Linked DNA regions of Rattus norvegicus: region 1 is linked to region 2. A link is a contact called in public Hi-C data. All regions are on one chromosome and are shown on one strand. Each heading gives the region's core, a stretch centred on a gene start, on an enhancer-like site or on the middle of the called end of the contact. The rest is flanking DNA. Distances are from core to core; before and after follow the strand shown.

The links. Hi-C and Micro-C count contacts between places; a contact is called where the count stands out from the background.
Region 1: a Hi-C map of liver shows a contact between it and region 2, with 5 times the contacts expected there. The contact joins two enhancer-like sites. A contact is called at or near these places in 1 of 12 Hi-C or Micro-C datasets (liver) and 1 of 1 datasets of contacts at active chromatin or transcription factors (oligodendrocytes).

What each region holds. Positions count from the first base shown.
Region 1 is chr2:166,817,201-166,822,108 of GRCr8, reverse strand. All of the region lies in intron 1 of Spmip2 (sperm microtubule inner protein 2), which reads right to left. Among named protein-coding and RNA genes, the nearest start is that of Spmip2, 31 kb to the right of the region's middle. Within about 2 kb of position 2,863, at least 2 of the 93 cell types and tissues checked have an H3K27ac peak or open chromatin away from gene starts, as enhancers often do. A contact at or near this core is called in liver, where this site is marked.
Region 2 is chr2:166,662,502-166,667,575 of GRCr8, reverse strand. It overlaps a transcript of Rapgef2 not described here. Among named protein-coding and RNA genes, the nearest start is that of Rapgef2, 45 kb to the right of the region's middle. Within about 2 kb of position 2,450, at least 17 of the 93 cell types and tissues checked have an H3K27ac peak or open chromatin away from gene starts, as enhancers often do. A contact at or near this core is called in liver, where this site is marked.

The DNA.
Region 1 (4,908 bases), core at 1,614-4,113, 150 kb before region 2:
TGATGTTGTGTTTGAGAATCACTGCTGGACACTGGTGCAGCTACTTCTGAGGGGACAGAAGCCCCAAGGCGCTTTTACCGTGTTAATTAGCAATAGTGTTGTTTTCTGATTCACATTTCTAATTATAGATTCTAAAATTGTAGCTTGTACAATCCCAGAGCCAAAGAGACACGGATGCTCCCAGTTTCACTTGAGCACTAAGGCACAATAGGCAAGACATGAAGACAAAGTGAGGTCCACCATCTGACGGATAAGGGCGATGCTGTCCATTCATACCATTCAGCCACAAAACGATGGGTTTTTGTCATGTGCAACATCATAAATGGTACTGGAGTTGATTACACTACACAAAATAATCCAGCTGGGCACAGAACAAGATAACCATGATGCTGTTCATATATAGGATCCAAAATATTTCATCTCAGGGAATTCCATGATTTCATGGTTACTACAGGTTAGAGAGAGTATTTGAGGCAGAAGATGGGGAGAGGTTAATTCACTGGCCCAAGCGGCAGTTAGCATCAAGAGGATGATTGCATATAATGCACTGCACATTTCGAATAGCTTAAAGAAAGTATTAAAAAATAGTATTCTTAACTATTCTTTACTACAAAGAAAGAATAAGTAGGTAAACAGGCATGCTTCACCTGATTTAAACACTTCACAATGTATACAGGCGTTGAAATATCATGCTTTTCACATGGTATGGGAGAGTTTTATGTTTCTATGTCTCTGTTAAAAATAAATTTAATTGACAGACAAGGGCTCCCAGGAAGGCAAGATGGCTGACCCCCACTTCATGAGGCTCAAAAGAGGATCTTGCTATGGAGAAAGATGGGAATGAAATGTCTCCAAGCTGAGAGAGTGAAGAAAGTGAGGACACAGGCTTCATCTCTTTAGAGGGTACCAACAGGATTGGGGGGGGGTTATGACAGTACAGAATAGAGTAGTAATGAACTGGACCAAAAAGCTCTATAGAAGGCTGGATTCTCTGTCACTGGAATCCACAAGGAAGCCACTAAAGATGACATTTATGACAAATTCAATTATTACGGGGAAATAAAAATCATCCACAAGTGTACAGGATACTCAAAGGGGTATAGTCTATTTAAGGATAAAACTCCAAGAGGTCTGGGCTGCCATGGAAGGACTCAATGGTCAATAGCTGATGGGACCATTGGTCAGTGCAGACAGTTGATTTGTTCAGTGTCCACCCAGCGGCAAGAGGACATGTGACTGAAGACTGAATAGGAGCCCAGACCTGAGATGCTGCTGGTTGTATTTTGTCCAAGTGGCTTCTCCACAATTCCATTTGGTCCACGCAAGCTTTGAACCAAGGATTGGGTATAACTCCCACTTAATTAGCATATTACCCTCTCTGGTGGCTAGATTTTGGGGTTGTTTTTTTTTTTTGAGTTACAAATCAATGTTTCATTTTTTATTTTCCTCAATTTGAAATTACCTTTCTGTTCTAAACTGTTTACATTGAGGGATTATAGATTTCTGGAAAGATATTCTACCAGGGATGTATGGGATTCTGAATTTTAACCAGGGCTAGACATGGGAAGACAAGAGAGGGACAGATTTTCTTATGGTTTTACAGAGTAACTATTGTGTTCCAACATCCTCTGTTGTGAACAAATGGAGGTTATATTAAAAATAAACTTAATTTAGAGTAGGAAGGAAAGGGTACCAAGTCACTGCTCTCAGGAGCAGGACAGCAAACATTCCTACCAGTGTTCCTGTGATTTATTTGCTATGAGAAGCTCTGGGAAGGGGGAGTTGGGAGCTACTAATTATGGGTTTTTTGTTTTTTTTTTTAAACTTCTAGAATAAAGATCATGGGCAAAATTCCTGGGTTAAAACAGACAGATGCCTGTTGTTTTGATGGCCTTATGAAGCTTCTTGGATTGTTGTTTGTTTGTTTGTTTAGAAATTACATCAATGTAGCCCTAACTCAGGTATACCAGAGAACTATTGGCAGAGAAATCCACATTTTTGCAGCGTGCTGGGAGAGCTTGGTGAGAGCTGTAGAGGTCAGAAGATACAACCTTGTATCCTGGTGGGGGTCTTGCTCCTAGCACATACTCATCCAATTACAAAGTAATTTTTCAGTAACAGAAACATTTTCTGTTTGGGGAACATTCCATTTTCTTCAATGCATGGGGTAAGATCTGCCTTCCTACAGCAGCCACAATCTGGCTTGAATTCTAGTGAGAACTCCTCCTCTTTCCCGATTCCTCTTTTTCCTCCCCCTCTCCTCCTCCTCTCTGATTCTGTCTGTGTGTCTGTGTCTCTCATTCCTCTCTCTCTTTCCTCCCCCACCTCCCTCTGCCTCGATTTTCACGTATGGGAAGGCTCACAGGATATATATAATATGATTCTCAGGCTTGGTGCCATGTTGTCATTCCCTTGTTTATTTGATGACACAGGGTCGGCTACGTAGTCCAGGCCATCTTTAAACCGTTACTCTTCTGCCTCAGCTTCCCAAGCTTCAGGATGTGTTCCACCACACCTGCTGCACCCTGTGGTTTGAAGTATGGCCATACAGGGCCAGGGGGATAGCACAGGGTACAGTGTCTTCAAACCCCAGAACCTGTATGGTATAAGGGAAGCACTAACTCCAAGTTGTCCTCTGACACCTCCCACCACACACACACACACACACACACACACACACACACACACACACAACACACATGCGCGCGCCCCACATTAAATAATGTGGTCCATTCAAGACAGTCTCTTGACAAGCCCTGACTGCCATGATTTTCAGCTTTGTCAGAAGTGTGTCGCTCTCTATGTCCCTCTTGAGTTTACTGTCTCCATGCCAATGACATCATCCCTACCTTTCCACTTCGATTGATAACTAGCTCCATGTGCAAAGTTCATATTTATTCCTATTGCATCATGACCCTGTTTGTTTGGATCCCCAAAACAGTAAAGTTCTTTTACAATTTGTCATCTAGCTTCCCACTTTCTCTTTTTTTTCTGGGTTTGTGCTTTCGTTAGCTAACAGCATGCCTTGTCTTTCTGCATAAAATCACTGAAAATACCATTGGACAAGACAAAGCTACTTCCTTCCTTTCTCCTCTAATCAATTACTGAAGACCAAAGCTTAAAAAAACAAAAAACCAAAAGAATGGAATGTCCAGGTGGAGTAAACCTGGACAGTTAAATATTGACTGCCAGCTGCCATTTCTCCAATGTGTCTCTCTGATGGGAAACAGAACTCACAGTGACAGTAAATAATCCTAGGAAATGATTAGAATGCCTAATAGGAACCAAGAATTTGAAATATAGATTCCTTGGGTATGTACAAATGGGAATTTAAGAACAGTCCAATTAAGAGCCTTTAGTACATTTTTTTTAATTAATTGGATTTTGAGATTCACACTGTACCAAAAACCACTGTTAGAAAATTTGTTTTACAATTTTCCCCAAGGCTTATGCTTATCAAACATCTTCCTCACATGGTTTTTTAAACATACAAAAATATAAATGGTAGAACACTTCTGGGAGACATCCTGCTTAGTGCAGAGTGCCAGCTGAGTTTCACACTGTGGAGACACACACACCTACTCACAGGCAAGTCTACCTGGAACTGTGTGGTTGTGTGGCTGCGTCAGCTAGAGGGCTGAAGAAAATAACATGGTCACAAATCCCACGGTTCAGTTCAGACAGCACATCTGAGGTCACAGACGAACCCAGTGAGAAGAGATTAGAAAATGTGTTCGAGGCCTGGGAAGACTGCTCAGTGAGTACGCGCTCACTGGGAGGTGAGAACATGAGTTCAGATCTCCCGGTGCCACATAAAGGCAGACATACATAGTTCATGTTTGTAAGCACAGCACTCTAGTGGTGAGATGAGAGGCAGAGACAGGATGATGTTGGGCCAGCTAGCCTGGATGCACAGCGCCAAACAAGAGAGCCTGTCTCCAACAAGGAGGACACCTGAGGTTCTTCTCTGACTTCCACACTTACTGATAGGAACACACACACACACACACACACACACACACACACACACACACAGAGCACACACATGCACACACACACACAGACACACATGCACACACGCACATACACACAGACACACGCACACACGCACACACACAAACACACACTGAGAGACAGAGACAGAGATTTTTTTTAAATGTGTACCCTCGGCTGTATCTACTTGATCTACTTGTAGTATGAAATTAAGTATGTGTCTCTCTCCCTGCACAAAAATCAATTCAAAGTGGATTAAAGACATTCATGTAAACCTGGAAAGGACTCCAATAGCACAAGAATTAACAAATAGGATTGCATGAAATTAAGATGCTTCCACACCACAAAGGAAATAATCACCAGAGTGAAGAAACAGCCATAGGAATCAGAAACAAAGACAACAAACATCTCTGCTAACTACACCTTAGACACCTGTGTGTATTACTTTCTAGAACTGCAAACACTAAGTCCAATAGAAAGGAAGAAAATCCAATCAATAAATGGGCTAATAAAAAGAATGAACAGTCGTGAAAAGGGAAAACACAAACGACCAATAATGTTTGAACGGTGGTAGTGTCCTTAGCCTTCAGGGCAACACAGATGGAAACAGCTTCTAGATTCCATCTCATCCCAGTCAGAATGGCTAAGGAGACAAATGGCCACAGATGCTGGTGAGGGTGCTGATGAGGATATAATTGTGCGGCCACTGTACAGCACTTCCCTGTACTCTCCGCTCACCTCTCACACTCTGCCCCTTATTCTTAGAGCTTTGCTTTTTTCTCCCACTGTTAGCCCCTTTTTAACGTAACCTTCCATAGATTCCGAGATCTCTACAATCTTCATACCCTACCACCACCCCAACTTTCCGTTCCTAGATATTTTATCCACCTTTTAAAAAAGTTCAGTGTTGATCTA
Region 2 (5,074 bases), core at 1,201-3,700:
ACGCCAGTGTGCTCTGTGGACCTCTGAGACATCATGTGTACAGTATTGCACTAGCTTCTGTGGGACACGCCTTGGGAAATACTGCCCACAAGGGTGTTCATCTGTGGAGCCACTCTGCTCTGTGGATTGAATTATGCAGGGCAATACAGTTTCTTCAGTGGTGTCTTAAAACTGTTATTCCTAGAAGGGAGTTTTAGAAGAAACCACATACCACCCTGAATTTCAGTTGCCACCTTCAGATGAAAAAATATCCAAGAATGGTAGTAGAGAAGTCTGGATCTTCAGAGAGAGAGAGTTTCAGCGTCTGTAGTGCAGCTTGAGACTTACACCTTAAACATTCAAAAGACTAAAATGTAAATATTTTTGCATGCATGTCTGTGTGTGTGTGTGTGGTGTGTAAAAGTCTGTGGTTCAAGTTAGTGGCTTTCATGTAGGGTTCTAAGAAGAATTTGCAAGTGTGTATTTTGTTGCCAGAGATGGGACCCAGGGATCCTGAATGCTAAGCTGCAGAAGCAAATTTCATTTTTTTTTTTTTTTTTTTTTTGTGTGTGTGTGTTATACGACACTCTTGAGTTGCCAGAGAGGAAATCTTGCAGTGTGCTGTTTCGCTGTGCCAGCCTTAAACATGTTCCTAGTTGGTTTATATCAGAGGAAAAATTAGCTGGCTGCTTTGAAAAAAATTAAGAATTTCTTTCTTCTTCTCTTTCTAACCAAGTCATTTGGAGCTAGAGAGATTGCAGATGATAAATTGTAAGTTGGTCACATTTCACTTTGAGGCTGATAATAAAAATCTGGATTTAGCTCAGAGGTAGAGTTACATGCTTAGGTATGGGGCCCTGAACACCAAAATTATATGACGATGACAATGGTAGTTAAAAGCTAGAATTTAAAAAGCAGAAAATTCTAAGTCGGGTGTGGTGGTGCCCACTTTAATCCCAGTACACTCAAGAGGCAGAGGCAGTGGATCCCTGTGACTTCATGGCCAGCCTTGTTCTACAGAATGAGTTCTAGGACAGGTAGGGCCTCACAGTGATATCCTGTCTCCAACAAAAAGCAACAAGGCAGAACAAAAAGCAGAGAAACTGTTGGGGCCCTTTGTAGGCTTATAAATATTTCATTTGACTTTTGGGTGTAGAGGTGCAGATTAAATATTGTGAAAATTCTGATGTATGTAAATGTTTCAGGAACACTTTAGATTTTACACCAGGAGTGTAGTCATTCTGATTTCCTACAACAACCATTACTTTTTTTTGGCATGGTGTGTGCCCTATGTACAATTGGGGCCACACAGCCTGCACTGTGCTTTCATTACTGTGTTTCACAAATATGATCTCAGTCACATTCCAGGTCAGATACAGCTGGGGAAGGAGAGGTGGGGTTTGATTCTGCCCCACGGACTATATTCTTTCTCTTCCTTCATCCTTAGAAAGCCGTTGCCTATGTTTAGTGTGGAGATACTAGGGATCTTGTAAATAAAACTTACAAACTGAGCCGTCATCTTGGAGACACAGGCACTTTGCAGCACTGCCTTCTCATCCCATTTGGCTGTGGACAGGAGCCTGAGCCCTGAAAACGTAGCTTTTAGACTCCTCATGAATAACGTTGGAGACATAGCTCTCACAATAACTGCTTGTGAGCATTTGCTCAGAAGGATAAGTTACATTTATGTCTGAAGGACCCCCAGGGGAGAATATGTTGCCATTTGTGCAATTCCTGGCCTGTGACCACTGTCTGAGCAAGTGCTTGTCTCTCTCCCCTCCTTATGCTCAAGTCCACAGACTTGGCTCACCTGGCTCTAGATTGTCACAGGTTTGCCCATTGTCACAGCATCTTGGGTCTTCATTCTCTTGAGTTAGTGCCTAGAGGAGCCCGCGTATTTCTAAATATGCTAAGGCACACAAGTAAGGTGTTTACATACACATCAAAACCTTTTAAAAGGAAACTCTTTTTGCTAACAATGTAATCCATTTTAATCATCACCGGCTCCTTTCTTTTGTAACCCTGGAGATTACAAATGCACAGCAGTCCCTGATAGGCAGGAGGTGGGGGAGTTCTTTTCCTTAGTGTGCCAAAGGTCGTATTAAAATGTGCTGTTTGCTGCTGTTGTAGTCCTGGTGCTAGCAAACACAAGACATTGAAGGCTAGCGTTAAGTGAACTGTATATTTGCTGTGCTGTCCCTTTATGTTGAGAATGCGTCCGGGGAGAGGAGTACAGACCTCTGGGTGTGGAGGCTGTTGTTTCTGTCTTCTTCCCTGTGGGGATCCCCTGTGCTTGCAGCCATTGAAGAAAGTATTTAGGGACGCCTTTGTTTTTAAAAAGGAGACTTTATTTGTCATGGGAAAACTAATTCCAATTGGCCCGTCAATCTCATTGTCTTCTTGGTCCCAGTGCTTTTATAAGTTTAATCTCCTTTGAAATGGCATCTATTGTCGAGAGCCGGATGTCCTTCCTAGGGTAGAAGGAAAGGTTATTGTTCTAAAAAAAGTTTGCTTCCTGCTTACAGAAACGTGTTCCTGTTTATGCTCAGAGTCCAGAGAATTTTAGGGAAAGTAGCTTACATTTTCAAAAGGGTCTTGTGTCCATAGTAATTAATGTTCCTGTGGATTCTGTCTTCGAAAGCACAGTTGGGGAGGGTGGGAATGTCTCAGCTGGCCCATCAGTTTCCTGAGAAAGTGGGAACTGGAATGCTTTAGGTGATTATGATTAGTGCCTCTGCATTTGCTTTCTATGAAGTTTGTTAACTTCACTTGCTGACTCTACATTGAGAAAATGAACTTTAGAAGCCACAAATACTTTCCGTGTGTATCTTGGATAATGTTTTACTTTGGGATGTTGCAGACTTTGAAAAAAGGGTCCCACTCTTGCCTTCTGGTTATCTCAGTTACAGTCCTTAGTCACTGTGTCCTTAGTCACTTAGGAGTGCTTGAGAAAACCCCAAATGCAGCTTGTTCCTTCCTTCCTTAGGTTTGTATTCTGTAGCTACCTGTAGCCATGTTTTATCTATCTGTCTATCCATCCTTCTATCTTTCTTCCCTCCCCCTCCCTCTCTCCCTTCCTTTCTCCCTCCCTCCTCCCTCCCTCCCTTCTAAGAGCAGAGGTTTTCTGATGAAAACCAAACTGTGTTCTTAAGGTTCAGTGACACATTGCTTGTTAGTTGGCAGCTGGGGAGGCACTAATGTTCATATAGAAAGTACTTGTTAAGGTATCTAGTTCAAGCTAGACAACACATCGGCTTTCAGGTAGGAGAACAACGTAGACTGACTCTGTCATACTACAATAAGCTTCTTGAGCGTAGACCATTTAAACCATTGCTTTTGAGATAGCTTACTTAAGAGTAATAGGAGAGCTGGGTTGTGGTGCTGAACATCTTTAAACTCAGCACTCAGGAAACAGAGGCAGGCAGATCTCTTGAGTTTGAGGCCAGCTTAGTCTACAGAGCAAGTTCCAGGACAGCCAGGACTACGTGGAGACACCCTGTCTTGAAAAACAACAAAAGTTTGCCGTCTATTTAAATCTATAAAAATACAAGAAACAGCTGGTGAGCTGGCTCAGCAGTTAAGAGCACTTTTTATTCTTGCGGAGGACCAAGTTCAATACCCAGCACCTCCTGTGGCTCACAGACATTTGCAACTGGAATTCTAGGGTAGTCATCACCTCCTTATGGCCTCCATGGATATTGCAAGATTGTGGTATACATAAACACATGCAAGGAAAATACCCATGCACATAAAATACAGCAGTCACACATGAGACACGACAAAACAAAACGAAAACAAAAAATATCTGAAACAAAGAAACAACACCCCCCAAGTACATTAAACAAACAAAATTTTATGACCATGTATTATTGCTTGAGTGGCATTTATTTAGAAGTAACCCCCACAAACATGGTGATTATGTGTGGTGTTTAATTTAGAAGGAAATTCTGCTTCAAAAAATACTGCCAGGCATTAGAAGTGTGAAACAGTAGGTCTGTAACTCCCTTCTCAGTAACAAGTGCCAACACATTCTCTCATGTCAGAGCCTATATTCCATTCTTCTTTGTTTACAAGTTATGGATATTCTCTTAAGATAAATAAGCACTGGTGGTAATTACAGAGTGTGTATATACATATATATATATACATATATATATATGCTCTAAACACTTATGTGTTATACACTGATTTAACTTTTTAAGTCCACATACATCATACAACATACATGGCACATATGACACAACGTATTTAGAAATATGAGCGTGAGACAACTGTTGTATTATAAAACTGACAGGTGGGGGCTGGAGAGATGGCTTGGTGGTTAAGAGCACTGACTGCTCTTCCAGAGGTCCTGAGTTCAAACCCCAGCAACCACATGGTGGCTCACAGCCATCTGTAATGGGATCTGATGCCCTCTTCTGGTGTGTCTGAAGACAGCGATGGTGTATTAAATAAATTATTTAAAAAAAATAATAAAACTGACAGGTTAGTGAAGTGCACGTCTGTCAGTGCACGGACTCTCGTGTTGGTTTGTTGGAGTTTATGTGAGGCTGCACTTGCTACTGTAGACTTGAGCTCTGTTGGGAGTCAGCAGCTGCCTTCTCTTTGGTTTTGTCTCTGTGACCCAAGTTCATACTTCTGTGACATCTCTTTCGGACTTCTCTTTTCTAGACATGGATTCAAAGCCTTATTTCTTTCTAGTACTCTCTTGGGCACTCAATGTGAACGTCCCACTGGATGATGCATGCGGGTCGTTTTGTGAATCTCCCTTGAGAAAAGCAGTATAGTTATCAGGCACATTGTGAGAGTTATATAGGCAGCTCGGTGGGCAGACACGTGATGGTGGCTGTCCTGCATACATGTAGGTCTTCTTGACCTGAAGGGTGAGCTGTGTGACTTGTAGTGAGTTGTCACCTTGTACCGCTGTTGCCTAAAAGGGGGAAGTTTAATCTGCAGACACCTTCCAATTCCCTTGTTTTAGATTTTGACAGATTTAGAGAAGATTCCTATTTCTAGTCTTGTTATCATGAACCGTGTGACCCAGGCTTACACTGGAATCTTGTAGTATTGGGTCCTCTCTGCCTCTTCATAAATG